Linked DNA regions of Mus musculus: region 1 is linked to region 2. Evidence: chromatin contacts called from public Hi-C data. All regions are on one chromosome and are shown on one strand. The core of a region is the stretch at or near the end of the contact, and the rest is flanking DNA. Distances in the headings are between cores, read along the strand shown.

Region 1 (5,210 bases), core at 2,264-4,763, 310 kb before region 2:
TGGTTATAGCTCTGTTTACCAATCCTATCTGCATGCCCATTCTAAAGGCTGAATTTTCAGATACTAAGAATGCATATTTAGGTGTCTAGTATAACTTCTTGCCCAGTGCAGTAGTAGTCTGTTGAAATGAAACTAGGCAGTAAAGTTATCAATATGTGATTCATACAAACCATGTGTTGTCTCACGGCAAGATGATGGTTTGGAAGTTCTGATAGCTGGATGGTCTCCTAGACTGATAGTATTCTTGTTCCAATTCTCTGGAACTTTCCTTTTGAATTCCACTAGGTAAAGGGAGTGAAAAGGACCTTTGTGATGTTCGGTATTGTTAATTTGATTGGATTAAAAAATGTCAGAGGGCTAGAGTTGTAGCAGTTGGTAGAGTACTTGCTTGCCTATCTTATATCAAAGCCTGGGATGCTGCCCAGCATGGTGCCAGGGCCATTTCTAACTGTGACTGTGAGGGAATGGAGAAAAGATGGACAGACAAAATGCTGGGATCCAGTGGTCTGTGCTGGAGAAACCTCCACATCCAGGAAGCTCAGCATGTTTACTACATGTTAAATACAAGGGCAAGGTTTTTGCACATATTGAACAAGGAGGTATGCTTATTATGTCCAGATAAATCAGGCAGAGGTTGTGGTGCACATCTGCATCAAGGAGGCAGGTTAACTAATCTCAGTAGGAGTTGTCTCTGAAGGGGAGTAGTCTTCTGACTGCAAATATCCTGCACACATTATCAGCATCCACCTGGGCCAGAAGGGAAGGCGTTTCCATTTTCCTACTGAGCTTCAGCCTGGTGTGTGTGTGTGCACACGCGAGCGTGGCTTGGCCATGTTTCCATGGGTCGGAGGCCACAGTGGACATAGCCATGCTCATGTCAACAGCACATGTTTACTTGGGACTTCACTCAGTCAGGGCTTCCTCTTCTCCCTATACTGGGTTTGGTCTCCAGTACCACGTAAACTGAGTGATGGGGCATACTTGTAGCTTCAAAATTCAAGAAGTAAGGACAGAAAGATCAGAGGTTCAAAGTCATTCTTGGCTACAGGATGAGCTCAAAGCCAGCTTGAACTATATGAGATTCTGTCTTTTAAAATAAGGAAAAGGAAAAGAAAGAAATACGTAGGGTGTTAGTGAAATGGGGCTTTAAGTGTATCTATTAGGGTGTTTTCAGAGAGAATTATGGGGAGTAGGGTAGACATTTCAGCCATAGTCTGAGGTTCTAAATGGAATTAAGAAGGTTGAGCACCAGCACTCCCCTCTGCTCTCTGACCTGTGGGATATGAGCAGGCAGAGCTGGCTCCACTTTTGCTTCATAATGGACTGTATCTCCTGCACCATGAGCTAGAATCAACTTCTCCTCTCAGCTGCTTCTGCTCAGATAGATATCAGGTCACAGAAGTGAGAAAAAAATAACTAGTGCAATCCTGTAGCTACCTTATCTCTACCACTGTCTTAGTCATTCATTTAGGGACTACATGATGGACTCTACTTCTCTTATTGTCTCTGACTCTGGTTGCAACAAACTCATCTTTGTATCAGTGGGTCAGTAATTTGTGTAACCATGTTCAGAATAATACATCAGAGTCTTGGGGAGCAAAGTCAGGCGTGATGTCCATGGTGACAGCCTTTGATAGGAACCAATGGGTTCCACAAAAATGGGCAGATAGAGCAGCGATGGAGACCAAACTGAGGAAAGAGAGGATGGCATTGGCAGCTGAGAGGATTGTATAAACGAGGATGTCTTTGGTCTAAGCATTGCAGATTGGGTACACATGGTATATGGAAGTCAGAAGCCAAAGTATTGAGAGCAAAGAAAAGGATTCAGAAAGCAGGCACAACAAACATCAAGTTGTTTGTTAATGGGGTATCTGTAGGGAATTTGAGGTACCTTAACAGTCAGATGGAAGTTTCAAAGTTGTTAGACTAAAGATAGAAGAAGCAGTGCATGTCTGTAATCCCAGTACTTGGAAGGCGGGGCAAAAAGATTAGGAATTTAAAACCAACCTGAGCCTGGGCTACATGGCCTGTCTCAAAACAAAACAGAAGTTGGTTAGACCTTATCTGAAAGGCAGTGTAAGGATTATCAAGTGAAGAAGTGAAATAATTATGGCCAGCATGTTCATAGAAAGTGACTTGTACATTTATATCTGGAAAGGAGTGGCAAGCACCTCTCTAAGAAATTAACATTTAGTTCTGATGTTTGACTGTGAAGACTGGGTGTTGGCCGGTGGCTATCACAGCAGAGAGAAAAGAACAGATCATAGGACTTCAATGTGGAGAGATAAATACACTGAATACACTGGCTCTCCCCAGTTCCCCATGTGCCCCAGTTCTGAGAATTGAGCTCAGAATCTTGAGGTGACAGGCAAGCCTTCCTCACCTGATCCTTAAGCCTTGTTTAGTCCTCACTGTAGTTCAGGTTCCACTAGGTTTGCTTTATAAATGCAGACTAGTTTCAAACTCAAATAGTATCTTGCTGCATTTGCTTCCAATGCTGGGATTACAGTTGTGTGATGTTATGCCCTGATTCCTCAGGAAGCCCAGGCGAGCTCAGGAAGTGCAGAGTCCGCTGCAAGTGGGCATGAAAGACTTTTTACTGAAAATGAGTCCTGACTCGGATCACAAACCCCCTACAGCATAGGTTCGGAGTCTGTGACCCCCAGCTCCAGTGTTTTAGCACTTATATACAGGGCAGTTAGAAGTTCCTTGAATGCTTAGGGTGAAGGGGAGGGAAGATGGGTCAGGTAAGTCATAGCTCAGACATGATACCATTTGGTGGGGCAGAATCCCGAGGCTGGGAGGGGGATTAAAGACTGTCCTTTGTGGGGCTATCAGGAACTAGTTTTATGGCCGGCCATAACTGTCTGTGACCTCTGATTTTTTTTTCTATGACTTAAACGTGGGACCCTAATCTCCTTTCTTCAAGGATATGCACCAGCTACACCTGGTTATCCAGGAGAGTGCTGGTCTTGGTGCCACCGAAGCTGAGGAGTTTTTGTCATTTGTCTTATGAGACTCCTTGAGTCCTCTCAGACCAGCCAGGGAGGTAGAAAGAACCCCTGAGTTTGCTGCAAGGCACTCTCCTCTCAGAAGCAAGCAGCCTGTGCGCCTCAGTAACAGATCTGACTGACTATGATCTTGAAAGGCAGATTGTGTGTCTTAATTCTTCTTTCTATTCCATGTGCTTAAGTGCAGTGCCTGTGGACAAAGTGGCTATTTCAGTTGGATTGGGAAAGCAGATTGGATCTAAGTGGATGTTAGTCACGGTGAAAAGAAAACTGTCAGAGGAACCATGGAGTTAAGAGTGTTGACTGCACGGATAGTAATTTCTTTGGGGAAGTAAGGAATGAATAATGAGCATGCTTAGCCAGAAGATGGCTAATCTTAGCAGTGTGCAGACAGACATGGTGCTGGAGAAGGAGCTAAGAGTTCCACATCTTGATCTACAGGCAGCAGAAGGAGCCTGGGTGCTGCACTGGCTGAAGCTTGAGCATCACAGACCCCCCCACAGTGACAAACTTCCTCTAACAAGGCCAGTAGTCCTACAAGGCCACACCTCCTGGTAGTGACACTCCCTGTGGGCCAAGCATTCAAACACTTTGAGTCTTTGGGGGCTGTTCCTATTCAAACACCACACCATTTAAAAAGTGTTCTGCCTGGCAGTGGTGGCGCACACCTTCAATCCCAGCTCCTGGGAGGCAGAGGCAGGTGGATTTCTGAGTTCGAGGTCAGCCTGGTCTACAGTGTGAGTTCCAGGACAGAACTACACAAAGAAACCCTGTCTTGGGGGAAAGTGTTCTCCCCTTGAAAGCTTTAAAATATTCTGATCATAAAGAGACACTTGTTTTGAGTATCTATATTAGTTGCAGGTGGCTTCCAATTTGTTCTGAAAGAAAAGGTGGAAAGTCAGACTGAGCTGCAAGCAGCTGGTTCCAGTGTGACACGCCTCTTTTCTGTCATCAGTATGTCATCTGGATACACTAAGGGTGCTAGTGCAGCCTGTACAGGGATAGATCTGACTTGACAGGGGCAAAGAAATAAAAGACAAACATACAGACAAGCTGGTAGTAGGTGGACTGAGCTCTCTGTTGGGAAACTGTATCCCAGAAGCTCAGTGTTTTGTTATGTAGAGTTAGAAAGGGAGGTGGGTTTACATAGATAAACAAGGAGGCAGGTTTATAGAATACATCTGGATCAGGAGACAGGCTTAGCTAATCTTGGTAGGAGCAGTCTCTTTAGGAGAAAAGTCTTTGGGCCATAAATATAGGGTCTGGGGAGCTATTGGTGGGCATTTCCTGCAGACACCTTCAATTTCCGTACTCAGACCCTTCAGGAAGGCTTTAGCATTTTCCTGAGCTGGGGCAGGATGGGGTTTGCCATTTGAGTCTGAGGCTAGGGTCCTTGATGTGTGGTCTTGCTGGTGTCAAGAGCACACATTCAATCACTCAGGACTTCTGCAGGGAGTGATGCACAGGGAACAAGGAGCCCAGTGGGAAGAGCTGATCCTCAAGTGCCATGTTGTTACAAATCATACTATTTCTCCAAAATTCAGCTTTTTGAGAGCGTTACTTGGTATTGTATCAGTGTATCAGTGGAGAAAAGAACTGTTTCAATATCAGAGTAGTTTGTCAAAGTCAAATTTACTTTAATTAGCCTTGAGTTCCTCAATGTATTGGTGACCGTCCTGCTCTGTGACAGAGTACCGGAAAGAAGGAACTTGAGGGTGGGAAGGTTTGACTCACAGCTTGTCAGTGCAAGGAAAGAGTGGTGGAGGCAGCGGGGCACGTTGCACCCACGGTCAGGAAGCAGAAAGCAGTGAACACTCACTGTCTTAGGTTTCTGGTGCTGTGATAAAGCACCATGACCGAAAGCAACTTGGGGAGCAAAGGTTTATTTCATTTCTCATATTCTGAAGGAAATCGGGTTGGGAAGTCAAGGCAGCAAGAACCTAAACAAAAGTCCCAGGGCACTGCTGCTGCCTGGCTTGCTCCCCAAGGCTTCCTCAGCCTGCTTTTGCCAGAAGCCCAGGAGTGGCTCCACTCACAATGGGCTCTGCCCTCCCCATTAATCACTAAGTAAAAAAATGTCCTACCGAACCTGTCCACAGGCCAGTCTTTGGGGACATTTTTTTTTTCAGCTGTGTAAAGCTGATATAAAACTTGCCAGCACACATTGTCAGCTCACTTTTTACAGTAGCCTGCTCCTCC
Region 2 (5,124 bases), core at 2,590-5,089:
CAGCTTCCTGCGCAGCATCCAGACACTCCAGGGAGCAGCTTAGAAGGCCAACTGCAGCTAGGCAAGAGCTGGGTTGTTGTAGAAAATCATTTAAAATCTAAGCCCATGGTTTCAACCCCACCTTAAACCAACTAGTTCCCCAGTAAAAGTCGCACTCTCAGCCTTTATATTTACAATAAGCTCTAAATTCTTCATAGTCCTTTACTGCCAAGCCTGTGAAACCTAAACCCCACCTACTTCTCTACTGTCAAGCTATTGGCTGTTGGCATCTTTATTCACCAATCAGAATTAACTTGGGGTCATTAGGGCTATATGTAGATTCTAGGTGGGGGTGGTGGGGGTGGTGGTGGTCTGCACTTAACATTACAATACAAGCAACTTCAGGCTGGGTAGGCTAGAGACAGAAGAATGCAGGGTGGTGTCTCAACTGCTCCAGTTGGATACACCCAGGTATTTTAGATTGGGGTGAGGTCCCAGGCCTGCCTTGAAGAAGGCTCAAGAACCAGGCTAGATATAGTATTGCACGAACTACAGCATTAAGAGGCATGTACTGGCTTCCAGCTGGGGCTCTTGCCAAGGTAGGACGTGAACAATGTACAGTTCTGTTCCTTTGTCTCTCTGGATCATAAAGGACAGCATAGAGCCAAGTCTGGTGGCCCAGGCCTGTGATCCCTGACACAGGAAGATGGTCAACTCAAGCACAGCCTGAGCCTCAAAACAAAAAGTAAGAAATGTGGGAGGGTCTGGTCTGATTCCCAGTATCACAAAAAGATAAAATAGAGGCAGAGGCAGGTGGATTTCTGAGTTCAAGGACAGCCTGGTCTACAAAGTGAGTTGCAGGACAGCCAGGGCTATACAGAGAAACCCTGTCTCGAGAAACAAACAAACAAACAAACAAACAAACGAAAAAAAGAAAAGATAAAACAGAATGAATGAATGAAATAACAAAGTGAAGATAGCATTACACCAGTGGGTTGCTGGTGGGGGAAATCACTGCTACATTGATCTAAAAAAGAGTTGGGCTATTGCCCTGAAACCCATCTTGTTTGGCTTCCTGTCCTACTTAATGCTTTGGAATATTTTTTTTGAAGAGCCTCTCTTAAAGTATGATTTAAGGCTTACCACGGGATGAGTTGACTTTTTAAAATTGAAGTATAATTTTTGGACAGTAAGATGTATTTGCTCTAAGTGTCCTGTGTAATCACCACACAATCTGGTTTTAAAAGTCATCACCTCAGACTGACCCTCTGTCCCTTGTGGCTGGTCCCCAATCCTAGGCTCATCTCTGGTCTCAGGCAATGGGCCATCTTTCTGTCTCTGTGGATTTGCCTATTCTGTAACACCATTTTCATACAGAGCTGGCTGGCCTTGAAATCACAATGCCCCTGCCTCTGCTTCCTGATACCGGGTGTGTGCCACCAAGCCTGGCTAGGTTTGCATCTTAACAGGTTATGATAAGTGGAATCAAGTGACACTCAGTCCTCTGTGTACAGCGTCTTTCAGCCAGTGTGGTCTATGCATTCTGTATGAGATCTGTTCCTTTTGGTTTGTGGATAATAATCTACTCACATACATTGCATTTCCATGCACTGTTGACCATGGGTTCTGGGCTGTAGCTATTATGTACAAAGCATGTATATTCGTGTAGGTGGTTTTACATACATGTATTTAGTTATCTCAGTTGAATCCTTGTTGTGGACTGGATCTAATGCTATTTGTGTTAATTCAGTTTCCCAAATCACATGGGAACCTGTACGTCTGTCTGTAAGACTCTGAGGGTCCTTGCCCACAGTTGGCTGTAATTGGTAAATAAAGTTGCCAGTGGCCAGTGGCTGGACAGGGAGACAGAGGGGGGAACCTTAGATTTTCCCGGCAAGGGAACCATGGGGAAGCAGGAAAGTCATGCCTAAGAGCTGCAGGAGACGAAGTGTACAGCCATGTAAGCATCTGGGTAGTGACCCAGCTCCTGGCTGCTTAGGGCATATTAAAAATGAGGCTGTGTGTGTGTGTGTGTGTGTGTGTCTTTCATTCGTGAATCTAAAACATTTGGGCAGTGTCTTAGTCAGGGTTTCTATTCCTGCACAAACATCATGACCAAGAAGCAAATTGGGGAGGAAAGGGTTTATTCAGCTTACACTTCCATACTGCTGTTCATCACCAAGGAAGTCAGGACTGGAACTCAAGCAGGTCAGAAAGCAGGAGATGATGCAGAGGCCATGGAGGGATGTTACTTACTGGCTTGCTTCCCCTGGCTTGCTCAGCCTGCTCTCTTATAGAACCAAGACTACCAGCCCAGAGATGGTCCCACCCACAAGGGGCCTTTCCCCCTTGATCACTAATTGAGAAAATGCCTTACAGTTGGATCTCATGGAGGCATTTCCTCAACTGAAGCTCCTTTCTCGGTGATAACTCCAGGTGTGTCAAGTTGACACAAAACTAGCCAGTACAGGCAGGTATCGAGGAGTGCGCTGTGCGAGCACCCGCAGTGGAGTTTAGATCGAATGAACCTTCTAATGGCTTCAATCCCTGGCAGCTACTCCTGGGAACACAGTGCCGAGTGATCCGGTTATGTATGCTCAGTTTTAAAAGAAATTGCCAAGCTACTTTCCAGGTTGGGTATGCCATAGAGTCCCTCCAACAGTGTGTGCGGACTGGGCTTCTCCAAGTCATCAAAAAAGCAAAATAAACAAACAACAACAAACAAACAAGAAACTGCTTGCCCCTGTCACTTTGACTGTAGCTGCCCAGCAGGTGTGAAATCTGTTCTTCGTTGCTGTTGTTTGTTTGTTTGTTGCATGTCTACGGGCTAGTCTTTTTGATGTGTTCCTTGTCTTCTCTGCTACCCTATCTAAGAATTTGCCAGCAATATTTTAAAGCTCAGGAGATGGCAGATAAAACTCCCTGGGGATGGAAATGGGGTTTGTCTTGTTCATTAGCCACTTAATTCTAAGAACTCACTACTGAGTGGGAAGCAACACATTACCTCAGTGCTGCTGCTTTTTTAAAAAAGCTACAAACTCAATACCTCAAAACAGCACACATTTATTCTTTTAAAGTTCTTGACACCAGAGTTTGGAATTTCATTGGGTCCAAATCAGTCAGGGGAGACTCTGGGCACTGTAGAGGGAATCTGTTCTCTCCTGACTCTCTCCTTCTCTCCTCAGGTCCTCCTGCAAGATGGCTTGCCTTCTGTTCTGTAGTGAAATAAATATTCCTTTACCTCACTTCCCCTTTGGTGATATACCTGATTACATGTAGAATCTACCTAAATAATCGAGGGTAACACACTCTAGGTTTCTTTTGCCATTTAAAGAAACTTCCTGGGATTAGGCCGTGAATATCTCTGGGGTATTTCAGCTGACTACCCCAGAGATAGGTCAGCAATCTGTCTGCATGAGGAGGCCTCTGAGGTTTAGGTTTGGAGTTGGTTGGTTCGGACAACGGTTCCTGTTGAGGGGTCTTCTGGAGGCTCAGGTAGGTCCTAGAGGCATGCTGATTTGGGCTCCATAGCCCTTACGGCTCCTCTCACTCTTTTTCCTAGAAACAAGAGGAGCGGACAGCACTTGGGCAGCCACCGGGTGGTGGAGGGGCCTCTGATGGTGCCCAACATCCTGGCCCTAGTCTTCTACCACCCACGCTTACTACACAGCAACCCCTTTCCCATCCCCATCTCCTTACCCTTACCCTTACACTTGCCGCCCCTTGGGAGTCGGCCACGCTGCAATCTCTCAGGTGGCCAGCAGGGGTCAGCATCCCCGCGCAGAGGGTCTCGAGGCTGCGATGGGTGGAGCAGGGCTCGGTGGTGTCCTCCTGCCACCTCTGGTACAGGTCCTGAGTACAGCCAATGTGTCTCCACTGCTTACCCGCTCTCTTCTCTTCGCTTTCCACCTACGAGAAGGCGGCTCCCTCGGGGTCAGCTTGGAGGAAGCTAGCCTCCACAGAAGAGCCGGGAAGGAGGACCAGAGGCACCGGAAGCCCAGAGGCCTTCCTGAGAGCAGGAAGCTGTTAGATTTAGAATGAATTTTCTCCCAAGTGTCTCAGATTGTTGGCCAAAGTTACTCTGATTCTAACGTCCCGTGGTTCCTCGTCCAGCTGGTGGGTTTGGGTGGAGCCTGGTGGAATGCTTGGGCCAGTGCCTCGGGTCTGCAGTAAGAGAGCCTGGCAAAGCCAGGCATTAAAACCTCAGCCCAATTACGTTCTTTTCCACTTGTGTCCTTCCTAATTAAAGGAGGCCCTCTTGATGCCAGCATGGAATGCTGCAGACAAGGAGAAACTAAATTCTGGTCTCGAACTCAACAGCCTGTCTTTAAAGCAGATTCATTATTCACGATGAATAAAAAGTAGCTATAAACACTTGTGTATGGTGGTATGGATATACATTTCCGTAGTTGGGAATGTCATGTGTTTTTCTTGCTTGTAGAATTTCTGATTGAAAATCTTTAAGATAGTTGGAAAACAACACAGGTATCGTGGACTGAGTGGTTGTTTTGTATCAGGCAGAATATGTGTCTGAAAGGGGCGGGAGGGTCTTCCGGTCCACCCTGACTTTGGGAAGCTGCAGCATACTAGCTCTGTAGGGCATTCGGTGCTGCAGCAAAGACAGCCCTGAGAGAGACCCTTGGTGGATGGCCCTTTACTGTATGCCTGAAATCTGCATCAGCTTGGTCTAGGAGGCTTGTCTCTTTGGAATTTCTTTGTGGTGACATGGTCAAATCAAAGACATGCAGAGCCAGGCCCCGTCTTAGCTGTCCTGGGTTGCATCTAACTGAGTCCCCCATTTCCCTGACCATGTTTCCTGACTACCTCAGTCTATGGAATGTTGACTTTGTTCTTCAGCTCATTTTCTTCACCTTTACAAGAGATGTTTGTAACAGAGTAAAGCGGGGCTAACTAACACTTTCTAGTACCTCAAACAATTGCCACACTGCCAGATATACTTGTTTCACAGGATCATCTGCAATGCTAAATTTCCTTTTTATGTCATCCGTGGAAGCTCCTAACCAAAGGGGGATGGAGAATACTCACGAGTCTGAGTGATGTTGCATGTCATTGTGTGGTCTCACTATAAGCACTTCTGAGGGCTAAGCTTTCTCAGGTCCTGATGAAATAGCTCTCTAAGACAAA

What was found. A called contact is a pair of places that touch in the nucleus more often than the background predicts.
Region 1: a Hi-C map of bone marrow-derived macrophages shows a contact between it and region 2, with 23 read pairs. The contact joins two enhancer-like sites. A contact is called at or near these places in 1 of 39 promoter capture datasets (neural stem cells), 1 of 484 Hi-C or Micro-C datasets (bone marrow-derived macrophages) and 7 of 115 datasets of contacts at active chromatin or transcription factors (bone marrow-derived macrophages, embryonic basal ganglia, embryonic stem cells and 2 more).

What each region holds. Positions count from the first base shown.
Region 1 is chr11:22,928,549-22,933,758 of GRCm38.p6, reverse strand. All of the region lies in intron 2 of Commd1 (COMM domain containing 1), which reads left to right. Among named protein-coding and RNA genes, the nearest start is that of Zrsr1, 41 kb to the left of the region's middle. Within about 2 kb of position 3,513, at least 35 of the 459 cell types and tissues checked have an H3K27ac peak or open chromatin away from gene starts, as enhancers often do. A contact at or near this core is called in bone marrow-derived macrophages, where this site is marked.
Region 2 is chr11:22,616,391-22,621,514 of GRCm38.p6, reverse strand. Gm12052 (predicted gene 12052) reads right to left here. Exons shown (of 5, transcript NR_166746.1): 3 at 5,026-5,114; 4 at 3,685-4,158; 5 at 3,023-3,194. Among named protein-coding and RNA genes, the nearest start is that of Gm12052, 7.2 kb to the right of the region's middle. Within about 2 kb of position 3,839, at least 136 of the 459 cell types and tissues checked have an H3K27ac peak or open chromatin away from gene starts, as enhancers often do. A contact at or near this core is called in bone marrow-derived macrophages, where this site is marked.